Linked DNA regions of Mus musculus: region 2 is linked to region 1. The links are chromatin contacts, called in public HiChIP or PLAC-seq maps. All regions are on one chromosome and are shown on one strand. Each heading gives the region's core, a stretch centred on a gene start, on an enhancer-like site or on the middle of the called end of the contact. The rest is flanking DNA. Distances are from core to core; before and after follow the strand shown. Region 1 has its middle 23 kb from the start of 5730405A17Rik. Region 2 holds the start of Cbr4 (carbonyl reductase 4).

Region 1 (4,772 bases), core at 715-3,214:
TGCTCATCCCACTACAATGGATGGTGCCCCCTCAGACTGTGAGGAAAAGTCAACTCTTCAATCAACATCCAGTTGATTCTTGTCAGGTGTTTTCTCACACGTTGCTGTCTCTCCTGAGGTTGGGCTATGAAAGGAGACTCCCACCCCCCATCTCTTTACTGCTTAAATCATTGGGTCAAGGAGAACACTGTACCTACACATGAATCTTCCTAAAACCTGAGGGATAAAATGAGACATGAGCTCGGCTGTGAGGGACCTGTGTGCATGCGGTGTTAGACCCCAGCAGAAAGCGCACAGGACACAGGGCTGTGGGAGAGGGCAGCCATTTTCTCATTTTACCTGCTGAGAAGATAAGATAGCTGCTTATGTTGATGACAGGGTGGATGCTATTAAGCTGATAGAGAACAGTCTGACAGAGACTTAATTAAGGAGCCGGAGAAGTCGATATGTCCTGTACTTAGCGTAGGGTGAGAAGGAGTGGGAAGGGAATTTCCTTGTGAGAGGGTGAGTCGTTTTTCCCACAAGGAGTCAGCAGCTCATTCTTTCTCTGAGGTAAAAGATTTTTAGTAACAGTTTGGAATGAAGTTTGTGGTACTGTGTAATTTTTTTTTCAGCCATTGTGAAAATTCTTCTAGAAGAGAGAACCACTTTGGAGGAAGTGGTTCCTCCTTTCCTAGCCCTGAGGAGGAGCTGAGATTCCCATGTTGGCTAGACGAAGGTCTTCTGAGGCCAAAGTGGGGACTGCCTCATATAGGATACAAGATGAATGAAGCAGTAAAGGTTACCCACTCACCACTACCACCACCACCACCACCACCACCACCAAAGAAGCAGTAGAGGCTACCCCTTCACCACCACCACCACCAATGAAGCAGTAGAGGCTACCCCTTCCCCACCACCACCACTGGCTGGTTTACAACCACATGCTTCTAAATACAAACTCTTTTTAAAAAGAGAAAAGAAACCGACGTTTCAGGGAGCACGTTTATTTATAGTGCAATCAGCAGATCCCCTGGTCCTTCATATACTTATTTTTGTAGAGCTGGGGGCGGAACCCAGGTCCTTTCATGTGTCATGCAGGCATTTGAGCAGTAAACTATAGCCCCAGTCTGAGCAATTAATCCTTGTGAACCTTTTCGAACGCTGAGCAGAACTTCTGGCTTTAGCTACAAAATTCTGATTCAAAAGATACATGTGAAGTACCGGTTTTAGGGTTCTGTTTAAATCGAGAGTGGTTTAAAGATCTGTGAAGCTGGAACACACAGAGGCATAGTGGGTATGTGGAGAATGAAGGGTCAGCAGGAATTGCTAAGCTAAGCAGGACACGGTAGTGCAACATCTGCAATTGCTGGACTCCAGGAACAGAGGCCGAAGGATCGTGAGCTGAGACCAGCCTGAGTTACAAAGTGTGATGGTTTATATATGCTCGGCCCAGGGAGTGGCACTAGAAGGAGTGGCTCTGTTGGAGTAGGTGTGTCACTGTGGGCATGGGCTTTGAAACCCTTATCCTAGCTGCCTGGAAGCCAGTATTCTGCTAGCAGCCTTCAGATGAAGATGTAGAACCCTTAAGTCCTCCTGCATCACGCCTGCCTGGATGCGGCCATGTTCCTGCCTTGATGATATTGGACTGAACCTGTAAGCTAGCCCCAATCAAATGTTGTCCTTATAAGAGTTGCCTTGGTCATGGTGTCTGTTCACAGCAGCAAAACCCTAAGACACACAACAAACTGCTTTTTCAAAATAGCCAAGCACTGGGGATGTAGCTCTGTGGTATAGCACTAGTTAAACACGAACAAGGTTTGATCTCCAGCGGCACACGAGTAAGCTAGGATGAAGGAAGAGAAAGTGAGGAAATACCAAAAATCCCTCAGCATAAGAGAGACTCAACATCTCTGTGACAGAGGGTTTAGGTTGTGCATAGTTCAAATCGAAAGAGAGCTTGCTAAAGGCAGTGCAGTTTCATTTAAGAACTAAGAGATACGTCTGTGGTTTCGGTTTTGTTTTCTGTTCAGTTATGATCTATAGTCAGCTCCTACAGAGCTCCTACAAACCAAGGATTAGACCTGGGTGCTGTGAACCTGGCTTGCAGCGTCCCTTGTGTCCTTTTATAGGGGAAAATACCCCTTCCGGGTCCCCAGAGATATCTGCAGGAACCACTTACAGAAACCACAGTAGGGACAAGCCCCTGGGAAGCTTTCACCTTGGTAGCTGAACGTAAATGCAGTCCCAAGCAGAGTTGGGGATGCTCAGATGCCATGCATTTGAGAGGACTGAGTGAGACCTGGAGGTAGGTAGAGTCATGTCCTTTCAGCTCCTTATCAGAGGGAGAGGGGGGAGTAGGTCCCAGACTTGAGTCAGGCAGGAAGCAGTATTTTGGAACTTCTGTCATTTCCAAGAAAATGTGTCAACCTGCCCCCCCCCCCCCCAACTACCAAAACCACCACCAAGGCGGTTGATGACAGCTAATATTCTGAAGATTACTTTAGGAATGTACCTGTGTGCTTCACTCGAGCTGGTGAAGTGACTCAGAAAGCACAAGCGGTGCCAAGCAGCTTCCGAATGACACTTTTGCTTCTGATAACTTTCTAGAAAAATTAAATGTTCTGTGAAGGATAAATTGCTGTTTGATGCGAATTGTCTTGTTAAAAAGCCATTTCTCCTCCCCAGCAACCTACTTCCTATGTCATTAAGCCAGCTGATTGGCTATGTCTAGACAATCATGATGGTGATTTACTACCTTTATGTGTGGTCGATGCTGGGGGGAGGGGGTCCAGGGTGGGGGAAGGGCAGGCGCATTCCCCATCTCTGGTGTCTCTTGGAGAGTTGATGATCAAGTCCCCAGCCGTGGCATTAAACACAGCAATAGAACACGGAGGCACAGTGAAGCATTTCCACCGCAGGTTATGAGCTGAGATATAAAATAAGATTTATTTGCAACAATCTGATAGAGAAAATTGAGTCCTGGGAATTGATGTCCTACAAAGGCTTTCTCATCACCCAGGGAGTGACTATGGATGTGAGTCACACTGTGAGAGGAAAGAGCTGGTGGTGGCAAAGACATAAAACTGGAGCGTTGACATTTGCTGCAGCCACTCTTAAAGATAAAGGAATTGACCAGTTTGTGCAATGTGAAATATGCTCACAATTACAGCCTTTTCTGATCCAGGCTCTGCTCGCAGCTGGATACCTTGGGCTTTTAAATTGATGCTATCATTCAACCTTTCTTTCTTTTTTTAATGCACTTCTTCTGCAAATGTGGTACCAAATAAACAACCATCTCCCCAAAATATCAGGCTCCTAGTCCCGAAAGGTTTAATCCTAGGAAATAATTTCAAATAAATGGGACGTGGCATCTACCATTTCACTTCTTATTTCCTAAATTCTCCGAGCAGCACCATCGCCATGTGAATGCAATGGCATAATAAATCCAAGTTAATATTTTAAAATGCAACGGGAAACAAGAAGTGTTGCGTTAAATTTTACTTGCGCAGTATTCATTCAGCAGTCAACGTGGTCGCAGTTTTAATGTGTGTGTGTGTGTCTGATTCTGATAGGCTACATTCAGAAAGAAGATATATGTGACTTCTCAGTTTGTATATAATCCAACCAGTGCTCCCAAAATACTTTCAATGTCTCCCCATGTTTGTAAACCGACAGGTACCAGACAGAACTAAAAACAATGTACCTGTTTATAAACCTGATAGAGCTTAGTCTGAACCAAGACTTCCTTCCTTCCTTCCTTCCTTCCTTCCTTCCTTCCTTCCTTCCTTCCTTCCCTCCTTCCTTCTGTCTGTACATCCTTCCTTCCCTCCCTCCCCTTGTCCCTCCCCTGTCCATCCCTTCCCTCCATCCCCTCTTCCCTTCCCTTCCCTTCCCTTCCCTTCCCTTCCCTTCCCTTCCCTTCCCTTCCCTTCCCTTCCCTTCCCTTCCCTTCCCTTCCCTCCCCTCCCCTCCCCTCCCCTCCCCCCCCTCCCCTCCCCTCCCTTCCCTCCCTCTCTTCCTCTCTCCCTCCCTTCTTATTAAGTTACATTAATTTGAACATGGTAGAATACCCATCAGAATTAAAACCCTTTGCTTTGGAGCTCAGTGGCAGAGTCCTTGCTCATTATGGTGATATCCTGTTTGCCAACACCAGCTCCTATCAGTGTGAGAAAGTTTTTAAAAATGAATGGAGATTCCAGTCAGACTAGAAAGTCTGGGTCATCAGTTGTTCCTTTGTTGGATCATTTAGATTGAGTTTAAAAACCAAACCAAACCCTTTATTTCAAAGCAATTATAGTCTCATAGAAAGTTGCAAAACTGTGAGTTCTATGTGCTCTTCTGTCTTCTTCCAGTTGTGGCATCTTATATAACCATGGTACCATATAATTAGCCAGTAGCACAATATAATAAGTCAGTATATTGTCATAGGCTGGCAATGTTAACTACACGATAGAAACTCAGTGTCAGTAGTTTTTCTGTGTTCATTTGTATATGTGTATGTTTATAGTACTGTGAGTCTTTTTTTTCTTTTTTTTTTTTGATGGTGCTACTGGCTAAACCTGGGGCCTTGGGTATGCTCAGTAAATGATCCTCTGCTGAACTATAGCCCCCTTGATACTTCTATACAGTCTGGTCCCACACAGGCCTATTACCACTACCCCAATCTCTACTCAGAACAGTAGCACCAATACAAAGCCCTCCCTGGCTCTGTCACTTAATTGCAGTATTCCTGTTCCTAACCCCAGCCACCAAGAATCAGTTGTCTACTTCCACACTTTTCAGTATTTTGA
Region 2 (4,918 bases), core at 1,456-3,955, 37 kb after region 1:
ACCAAAACTTATGGGACACAGTGGAAGCCATACTAAAGGGAAAACTCATAGCTCTACGTACCTCCAAAAAGAAACTGGAGAGAGCATACACTAGCAGCTTGACAGCATACCTGAAAGTTCTAGAACAAAGAGAAGCAAATATACTCAAGAGGAGTAGATGACAGGAAACAATCAAACTCAGGGCTGAAATCAACCAAATAGAAACAAACAAACAAACAAAAAAAAACTATCCAAAGAATCAACAAAACCAGGAACTGGCTCTTTATGAGAAAATCAACAAGATAAAGCCTTAGCCAGACTAACCAGAGGGCAGGGAGACAATATCCAAATTAATAAAATCATAAAATGGAGACATAACAATGAAATATATCTTAAAATAATTATTCTGTTTGTTGAATATTAAGAGTTGAAAATATTAAAATCATGTTCTATAAAAAAAAGAAAAACAAACAGACAAAAAACAAACAAACAAAAAAACCCCACAAGAAACATAGAGAAACATACAAGGAAATTTAGAAACCCCAAATTAGAAACCGCAATATACAAGCAAAAGAGTAGTAAGGTTTAAAAAAATTGTTCAAATGGGGCAAGATGAGACAAAAAAAAATTCCAAACATACCAGTGAGTTTCTTTGGTGTCAGCAGTTTACTGCTGGCCTTGGCCTTACCCTTTAGTGTAGTTTGTATATTCAATGAAAGTCTGCTGGAGCAAACTAATTTTCCTTTGCAAGCAGTTATTAATAGGAGGCAGCTTCTGGGTTAAGGCTGGAAATCCATGTCCACTTCTCCCTCTTGCTTGGACCCATTTGGCTTGGACCTGTGTAGGCTCTGTGCATGCTACTACAGTTTCTGAGTTGATATCTACATCAATCCTGGCGTCTAGAAGACACTTTCTCCTTAGTGTCTTTCTTCCCCTCTGGCTCTTACACTATTTCCACATCTTTGTTATAGATCCCTGAACCCTGAGCAGACGGGTTTAATGAAGATATCCCATTTAGAACATATAGTGAGTATCCCAACCTCTAACTCTCTGCACACTGTCCAGGTGTGGCTCTCTGTTAGTTCCCGTATACTGGAAGAGGAAGCTTCTCCGGTGAGGGCTGAGTATGACATTGACCAAGGGAAATAGCAGAATGTCATTTGGAGTCTTTTTTATTGCTACATTACTTCATCAGGACAGTGATATTTGTCGTAGGTACTTCCCCTAGGCCTATTTAGTCTCAGGTTTTTGGTCACCAAGTATTGACAGGCTTAGCTTCATGGGGTGGGCCTTAAATCCAGTCATGGTTTTTGCATAAACATTGTTTATGTAACCAACAACTATTGCATGGGCATGTCACATTCAGGGCAGATTGTCATTGTAGATCTAGGGGTGTTTAGTTGAGTTGGTATTTACCTTTCTTCTCTGACAACCAACATATTTGAAGATTGTCTCCAATACCCAGTGGAACACACACACACACACACACACACACACACTCACACCACTAGCTAGACTTGATGGGTTAAAAATATGTATGGCTTTGTTTTATTACAATGAAAAACTTCATAAAACATTGGAACATGGGATTTGTAGCAACATAAATCTGGTCATTCATGTTTTGCTTAATAAACTATATAGTATTCTCTTTAAGGTAAAAAAAAAAGAAAAAGAAAAACTTTAAAATTAATGTGCAACTTTTCTGGTAGGTCCCCACCCCTCCCCAATTTAGAAATCAATACTCAGACCCGGCTTTGCCAGCTTGCTGTGCCTTCAGTCCTCACTGGCCTTTTGATTTCTGGTGTTAATACAACTTTGTACTTTAATAAACAATTTAGCCCATTAGAGTTTTATGTGAGTTAGTCCTGTTGCTCCAGAATTCTCCCTACCTCCAATAGGGACTATGGTCTACTTTTTTATTTAGTACACTAATATTCTGTCAAGAAATGTTCTCTTTACACTAGAATGCTAACAAATCATGCCATTTATTTATTTATTTATTTATTTATTTATTTATTTATTTATTATCTGTTTATTTGGGAGGCATGGTTGAGACAGAGTTCTCTGTGCAGCCCTGGCTGTCCTGGAACTCTAGACCAATCTGGTCTTCAACTCAAGAGATTTACCTGCCTCTGCCTCCTTAGTGTGGGATTAAAAGCATGCACCACCATGCCCAGCTAACTTTTTCTTAAAAAAAAAAAAAAAAGCACTCAGGATATCTTATTTAGGAGTATAGGAACCCAATATTGCCAATAATGACCTAAGCTTGCTCTTTAATCTTTACTCTATTCTGATCAGTCGAAGAGCGTGGAGGCCCATACCTGTAGATGCCAGCAGCTCTGTGGAGGCTGAGGGAGGAGAATCATAGAGAATCTGAGGCCAGCCTGGGTAACATAGCAGGTCTTTTCCTCAAAAAGAGGAGTACAAGCATTTATTGAATCCCTCTACACAGTGTTCTTTCTTTGTTGCTGTCTTTGAGACAAGATCTCACTCTCTAGACCAGGCTGGCCTTGAACAGTGATGAGTGAACAGGCCTGAGCCACCACACACGGCTTGTGCTCTTTGACAGGACATTTACCCTCATAGAACTAACCAGGCTTGGGAATAGGCATCCAGCAGCAGTTACTAAAATGCTCACAAGTGCAAGAGAGTAAGGACTACAAGTCCCAGAATGCAATGCAACCCTCGAAGAGTCCGTGTGCACTGACGTCTAATCCTCGCGCCTTGTTTTGTGGCCTGGGTTGTCTGTTGAAAGGAGAGCATACTGGTTTTGTCAGTAGCTGTGTCTTTTATTACAAGTTCTGAGTCTCAGGGATCCATCTTGCTGGTCCGCGGTCCAAGATGGACAAAGTCTGTGCGGTTTTTGGAGGCTCCCGGGGGATCGGCAGGGCGGTAGCCCAGCTAATGGCCCAGAAGGGTTACCGTCTGGCGATCGTCTCCAGAAACCTGGAAGTGGCCAAAGTCACCGCCGGCGAGCTCGGCGGTATGTACCGGAAGTGTCCTCGCCGTGCGACCAAGGTGCAAGTCCTTGAGTTCCAGTCCACGGGCCCTGCCCATGTACCCGGGTTTGCGCCCCAGATCGCTCGTGCCCCATGACCAAACACTCACAGGGGCTCTCGCCTACTCCAGGCAGATTCTAAGGACCCCTGACAAGTAGTTGCCTTCCCCGCGGCCAGTGCTGATATTGAGAGCTGCCTTGCTCTGGCCTCTGGGAGGAGAGAATGGACGCGATTATACTGAAAGTAGAGAAGTCAGATACAAATGGCTAGATTGCATTTTGCTGAGAGCTCTTGCCCTTTGCGAAGGCACCCGACAGTATTTCAAAGAGAAACTCTTGATAAGTCAGGGTTGCTTCTCCAAGCCCATCAATGACTTTAGTAAGTTACTAATTTGTTTTCCCAGGCCCTTTGATTGTATTCCTATTCCAGCCCCCCCCCCCCCAACCCCAGGTTATTAACGGATTAGTCATTGCATTGCAAGTTTAAGTCTCGTTTGGAGAAGACAACTTGAAGAATGGAGAAAAATACATGTCACTATCAGGAAAGCATTGGGTATCTTGTAGGTCTAAGAGTGTCTGGTGCCGACTATATTTCTTTACTTATGTGGAAATAGCCTTGATATGTAACTCACACTGGCTTTGAACTTGTGGATCTCGTGTCTCAGCTTCCCAGTTGCTGAGATCTCCTTACTGTGATGGGACGGTGATGTCTTTAGTACAGAGTACACTCTGAACCTGCGGTGTGGTATCCAGCTTTCTCGGACATAGGGTCTCACTACGCAGCCTAGGTTTCCCTTGGATCAGGAGCTGGTCTCTGCCTCCTCCGTGCTGGGAACACAGGGGAACACATCTGTTCACCTTGGGTGTGAACACGAGCCTCAACACCTAGCCAGTCAGCATTGCTTCCAGTTTGCTAGATACTCCACCTTGCCCTGTGGTACTAGTTACCTGTTCTTCGGCTCTCCATCATATAGTTGGTTCATCTTGATGTATCCCTATCATAAATTGAGGAGCATATATATTAATATGGTAGCTTATCAGATAGGGAATATGTTTACTTTGAAGTCAGGGTTGCTTCCCCAAGCCCATCAGTGACTTCGTGAGTTTGGTGATAGGGATCAGGGAGTTCTATGGAGCCACCTCTCTTGTCCATGCTGGCCACAACCTTACAGTAGTAATCTCCTATCCCAAAGCTGAGACGGAAGGTATACACTACCATGCCCAGATTTAATTGCAGTTTTAAAAATCACATTTATTCATTTGGTTGGATGAGTACATCTATGTCATTGTGCACCTGAGGAACTCAGAGGACAGTCTGTTCTTTCCTTTCATTGTATGGGACCCAAAGGTTCAACCCAGATTGTTAGGCGTGGTGGAAAGTGCCCTTATCAAGTGAGCCATCTTGCTGGCCCTGACCACTTTTGTTTCTAGACTTTCCAAGCTTATTTCTTCTTAAGGGTTTGAGGTGTCACTCAGAATAGCCATGAACTTGTGAGTCCAGCAAGTGCCAACATTATGGGTAGCCAGGTACCCATAGTTCTTGTGTCTAAATCTCCCATTCAAGAAAACTCCAAAGTTAAAGTTAGATTTCGATAATGTTTTATTTTATGTACTTGCTGTATCCTAGAATTTGGCAGGCAGAGGCAAGATGAGCCTGAGTTTTGAAGTCAGTCTAGGCAACACAGTAAAACCTTATCTCAAAGCAAAACAAAAACAAAACACTCATACACAAGACGGAAAAAACAAACCTCATTATTTCTCCTTCACTTCCATCCACCCTGTCCTTTCATCGTGTGCTCTGAGGGCAGGAACCCATGACTGGCTGTCATTGCTCGGCCCAGCACAGGCTTGCTGAAGAGTCTAATCATAAAGCAAATAAATTCGAAATTCAAGTTAAGATTTAGAGGTAATTCTGATTTAACTTTGTTTTGTAGGAAACCA

The links. HiChIP or PLAC-seq counts read pairs in DNA pulled down with a chosen protein or histone mark.
Region 2: a BATF HiChIP or PLAC-seq map of CD8 T cells shows a contact between it and region 1, with 16 read pairs. The contact joins the promoter of Cbr4 here to the enhancer-like site in region 1. A contact is called at or near these places in 1 of 39 promoter capture datasets (pre-B cells), 10 of 484 Hi-C or Micro-C datasets (CD4 T cells, CD8 T cells, the N1E-115 cell line and 5 more), 9 of 115 datasets of contacts at active chromatin or transcription factors (the 230-238 cell line, CD8 T cells, the SCID.adh cell line and 5 more) and 2 of 9 other capture datasets (adipose tissue and liver).

Annotation. Positions count from the first base shown.
Region 1 is chr8:61,449,132-61,453,903 of GRCm38.p6, forward strand. It overlaps a transcript of Sh3rf1 not described here. Among named protein-coding and RNA genes, the nearest start is that of 5730405A17Rik, 23 kb to the left of the region's middle. Within about 2 kb of position 1,965, at least 109 of the 459 cell types and tissues checked have an H3K27ac peak or open chromatin away from gene starts, as enhancers often do. A contact at or near this core is called in the 230-238 cell line, CD8 T cells, the SCID.adh cell line and 10 more, where this site is marked.
Region 2 is chr8:61,485,029-61,489,946 of GRCm38.p6, forward strand. Cbr4 (carbonyl reductase 4) reads left to right here and starts at 2,706. Exons shown (of 5, transcript NM_145595.2): 1 at 2,706-2,962; 2 at 4,912-4,918. The coding sequence starts at 2,821.